Linked DNA regions of Danio rerio: region 2 is linked to region 1. The links are chromatin contacts, called in public Hi-C maps. All regions are on one chromosome and are shown on one strand. Each heading gives the region's core, a stretch centred on a gene start, on an enhancer-like site or on the middle of the called end of the contact. The rest is flanking DNA. Distances are from core to core; before and after follow the strand shown.

Evidence for each region. Hi-C and Micro-C count contacts between places; a contact is called where the count stands out from the background.
Region 2: a Hi-C map of hematopoietic stem cells shows a contact between it and region 1, with 1.9 times the contacts expected there. The contact joins the promoter of vac14 here to the promoter of elmo3 in region 1. A contact is called at or near these places in 2 of 18 Hi-C or Micro-C datasets (hematopoietic stem cells and an unstated tissue) and 1 of 4 datasets of contacts at active chromatin or transcription factors (embryo).

The regions. Positions count from the first base shown.
Region 1 is chr25:18,377,163-18,379,862 of GRCz12tu, forward strand. It overlaps elmo3 (engulfment and cell motility 3), which reads left to right and starts at 1,375. Exons shown (of 21, transcript XM_017354204.4): 1 at 1,375-1,540.
Region 2 is chr25:18,552,321-18,555,020 of GRCz12tu, forward strand. vac14 (vac14 homolog (S. cerevisiae)) reads left to right here and starts at 1,257. Exons shown (of 19, transcript NM_001004650.1): 1 at 1,257-1,753. The coding sequence starts at 1,650.

The DNA.
Region 1 (2,700 bases), core at 125-2,624:
ACGCAGGGAAAACATGCAAACACCTCACAGAAACTTTTCCAGCCGAGGCTCGAACCAGCTGTGAGGCGACAGCACTACCTACTGCACAGGTGTCAAACTCAGTTCCAAAAGGGCCGCAGCTCTGCACAGTTTAGTTCCAACCCTAATTAAACACACCTGATCAAACTAATTGAGTCCTTCAGGCTTGTTTGAAACCTACAGGTAAGTGTGTTGGAGCAGGGTTGGAACTAAACTGTGCAGGGCTTCGGCCCTCCAGGAATTGAGTTTGACACCCCTGACCTACTGCGTCACAGTTTGCCTGACATATGCATGTTTAATCCAATCCTAAAAGTGTTATATGAGGATAATGATCATGTATAACTTAAAAAATATATTTATATTTCCTTCATTTAAATCAATCCCTATTAATTATTTTATATTATCATTAGTTTTAGGGCTCTTTTTGGTAACGCAAATGGCTTAAATATTGTGTGAGGGTTTTAAACTTGAGGTTTTTAAATTTTTTTTTACTTCCTGCAACTAATTTTACCTGTTTAGAAACAGCCATAGCAAAAGAAATAAAGATATTTAATTTGGTAAGCAAAGAAAAAAAATGTAAATAAATGGAAAATGAGACATTATGAGTACTTTTTAATATTGAATTTAAAGTATGTGTTCTACAGTTTATGGTTGTATTGTTTTTGAAACAGTAATAATATGTTATGGCATTTCCCTTAAATCAGCATTTATAGACAATAGAGATCCTACATCAAACTCTTAACAGGTGTTATATGAGGGTAACGGTCAGGCATAACTTTAAAAAATATGTTTCCTTCATTAAAAACTATTCTTTTTACATTTGCACTAACCTCCGTTAACCTTTTAGTGGTGGTTCATTCCGCTGTGGTGACCCCTGATCGAACTCAGGAACTCAGCCCAAGGAGAATGGATGATTCTTTTGGAAAAAAAAACAGCCTTTATAGTGTGTGCAAATTTTATAAAGGATTTTTAATTTCGTTCAGAAGCAGCAATAGCAAAAGAAATTGCATTTGGTAGTAAAAAAAACAAACATTTTTAGTAAATGAACAATAGACATAATGACAACTTTTGTTAAGTACTAAATTTCTAGTTGTTTCTACAGTTTATGGTTGTTTTGTTTTTGAAACAGTAATTATGAAACGTGTTATGGTATGTCCCTTAAATCAGTATTTATAGACAGTATCAAACTCTAAACATGTGTTGTGATTTTAACAAGAAGGTTTTGCTTAATCTGTCGTTCGGGTCTCCTCTTTTCGGTCCCATAATCCCATAATCTTTTTGGAGTATGTCGGGTCTCCACTCCCTCCTCCAGGGGGCGGGAGGGACATTATTCAACCCGGAACTGTGAATGTGATCAATTAGAGCTAGAACTCTCCGAAAACTTTGAACGAAATGTAACTCCGGATCGCTCGAGACGAATCAAATCACGGTCGCCGTTTAGCGCAGACAAAAACGCAAATGTTCATCCGCCTCGCCGCTCCGTGAACTCCCAGAGTCTGATTTTTCTTCCCGCTTTTAACAGGTAAGACTAAACAAAATCACTTTTGTTTGCAACTTCCCTCGAAGGTTGAGCAAATCAAAACAGCTTAAAACTTATAAACATTTGCTTTCATCAATTGTTTTGTGTTTAAATCTCGAGTTAAACAAGAAGCTTCAAGCGCAAGTTTGTTTGTGTTGTTTCCTCAGGGTTGTAAAACAGTTTCAGACTGATTATAACACAGAAAACTGTCGAGTTTATATACTATGGGTTCTTAAATGTGTCCCTGTAAGTGTTTTGACACTGGCATACGTTGTTAGTGCACAATATACAAAACAATTCGCATGAAATCTTAAAACATGTGACTAATAATCTTTTCCAGCACTTTTGGATTTACAGAGGTGGGATTGAGAAATGCAGCAGAAATGTTGGAGGTTGTTGGTCTGGCAGAGAGTGGCACGGATGAAATTCCTGGCATCCTAAATTCCTCCATTCACTCCCACTGGAGATCAGACCTGCACATGGGTCAAAGGGCATGGATTTGTTTTGGGATTCCTGTTAGTGGCCCCTCAAGTAGTCGGTGTTGATTGTTTTGACCATTCTAACTTCGACAAATCATTCCCTGAAGCAAAAAGTAGACTGAGTAGCAAGAGAACTGTGCTGTCACAACTTCTCTCTAAAGCGTGCTGAGGCATGCTGGGAATGGAGTCTGAGAAACACAAACATTCAGTCTGTGTCAGCAGCTCTTACACCAAGCCTTGGATTGAAGGCTGTGACCTAGAAGTAGTCGAATAGGAGCTCATAGATATTCCAAATCACCTGGGTTAATTTAGTGTCAACACTAAAACAGTCAACCTAACTGGTTAACAAGTGAATAATCAGCATAGATCCTGAATATATGAGGAGTTTCCACTGATTTGTTATTTTGAGTTCGTTTTGTGTTTAAAATTCACTGAAACCCAGCTTTCATACTTTCAGTGGTAAGTCTTGTTGAGCACACATATGGAAGTACTTGAGTCTGTTTAACAATTCGGCAGAGGCTCCTTAATAAAGCGGCTGTGTGTGTGTGTGTGTGTGTGTGTGCGCACAGAAGTGGCCTCGGCCTCAGATGGCACCACAGTCTTTTCATTGACACTGACTTTCTGATCATATCTTGTAGAAAGAAGGAACAGATTGACATTTCTGATTATTTGGGTTTTAAGTGT
Region 2 (2,700 bases), core at 7-2,506, 180 kb after region 1:
AAAAACAAGAGAAACAATAGGGGAAAAAACAGAAATGAAACAAAAATGAAAGAAATATCAATAGATTATCGGTTCTGAGGATAGATAAATAATAGATAAAGAAATTGAAAGTGAAGAGGGGATAATAAGAAAATAACATCATTAGAGATTTATTGGATTCTATTTATACATATTAAAGGTCTTGCAAATATGTGTATATGTTTTGAGTGCTTTCTTGTTAAGTGAATCTGGAATTGTAAGTAATTTTTAAGCTCTTGTATTATACTGGCTTGCAGTTTGAAAGTTTACATTTAGGAATATAAAATCTGCATACAAAAAGAAGGTTTATTATAAATCAGCTTTTACAATTTGTATAAAACCCCCAAAAATAATTAAGTTAATTTTGGAGTCACAGAAAAGTTCTTTGAAGTAATATTTGAGATAAATAATTTTACATCTTGCCAAAATGGGAACACAAGTTGCATAACCAAAACAAGTAAGGAAGAGTTTCAGTTATTCTGACAAAAGGAGCAATTTGTATCAAAGTCTGATCTAAATCTTTTCTTCAAGAAGTTAAACCCTGTCAAACATTTTTTTTATTCGAAAAATGAGAATGTACAATCACTGTACATTATAAAGAAAATGGAAAGACAAAAAGAAAACATTTTTGGAAAAAGAAACACAACAACAAAAAACAAAAGAAAAAGAAAAACAAACACATTATACAATACACATTAAAGAAAAAGATTATATAATTTACCAATTTCTGTATTTACATTTATGTATAAAAAAATTGTTAATAAGATAAGAAGGTTAAGAAAATATATTTTCTTTTTATGTAAAGCTTGTGTTTTATAATTAACAAAACTAAACTAAACATTTTCCAATAGTAAGGAAAAGTCTTTATCAACATTTTCTATTACAAAAAGAGAAAAATTCTTCCAAAGCAAACTAGAATACCTGCATTGCCAAAACAAGTGAACCAGAGACTCAGGGTGCTGCCCACAAAATGAACAATTAGTATTCATATTTTTTTATATCTTACTAAAAGAGTATTGACTAGGTATGTACGATGAATATTTCTAAATGAAACTTTTTTTACCCCGTCAAACATTTCCAGAGAGCATGTGACTCTTCTGACGTAATCAAAACAAATCCATTGATCGGCGCTCGATTCACCAGGCCCTGATGTTTGTAGGAAGTCATGTGAGCCGGGGTATATGGCGGTTATGGTCTAACCCTTACATTGAAAAGCACTGTTATTTACGACTGTCATCACCCGAGGAGGAATAACTATCTGGCTTATGTTGTGTACGGCGTAGTCGCGTTTTGTCGGACAGTCTCCTATGCTCGTTAAGCTCATATCGTAGTTCAGGCTTTTATTTAGCTTCGTCTGTACGTAACTGTTCTCATCCTCCGTTTCAGTCTAACGTCGCAGACAGCAGCTCATGTCATTTAATAAGTGATGCCCGAGAGGAAACACGTTTTAGGGCGTCGTCTTGTTTGTATTATAATAAGCGCGTGATGAGGAAAATCTCGATTTCATTTATTCATTCAGTCGTAGGTTAACCGAGCTGTCATCCTCTGCATTCACTGAGGTATTCGTTTTAACAGCACACACTTCTGTTCTATGCGTCATATAAGGGTGTTTTCTCAAATATTTAGTCAAAATGAATACAGAAAAGGATTTTTCTCCACTGACACCAAATATTGTGAGGGCTCTCAACGACAAGCTGTACGAGAAGAGGAAGGTTGCAGCTCTTGAGATTGAAAAGTGAGTTAAAATATGTTTTTTAATAGGGTAAATGATCATAAACAAGAAAACAGGATTTTAATTTGAAAACATGTTATTTTGTCATACTGTACGTTGATGTTGGACGAGAGTGAGAGACAAAGAGTCTACTGAGAGTTTCACGGATTAAAACAATAAGTGTATTTTATAAAGTCTCCTGTTTAAATCAAAATTACTATTTTGTCTTTATATTTCTTTCTTTATTGTTTATTTTAACATGCTATACAGAAGACATATACTATATTCTTATTCAGTGTAACAAACAACAGTTTATATGCAAAGTCTTTTTTTATAGCAAGAAACAATTGACAACATTAAAATCCTGTTCATGCATCTCAGTGCTCCGAATCATATTCTTTTCACAATTTAAATTCACACTCAGTCACAGCATCTTCAAACAACATGTTTTAAATTGTGGCCACATTGAAATAATTTGTTCCTTTATTTTTGTTATTTGTTCACACGTTGAATAAGTTGAACAAATGTGTTCACTCGTTTCAGTTGAATCAGGCATTTCCAAACCCAGTCCTTGAGGGCCGGTGTCCTGCAAAGTTTAGTTCCAACCCCAATCAGACACACCTGGCCTAGCTAATCAACTAGGGTTTGTAGAAACATCCTAGCAGGTGTGTTGAGGTAAGTTGGAGCTAAAATCTGCAGGACACCCGCCCTCCAGGACCGAGTTTGGACACCCTTGAGTTAAACCATGGCCGCTATGATCAAAGGCATTCAGTCATTTTGTGATTAACTCTCTGCTTTTAGTTAAACTATAGCCGCACTGAACTAATTCATACACTCATTTTAATGAATCATGGGCGCGTTGAACGATTGCCTTCTCTAAAACACTAATAAATAGGGCCAGACGGAATCTGCAGACATTTTTTTTTTTGCTATTTCTGCACAGAATTTTGTAAAAAAATCTGTGGATTTAT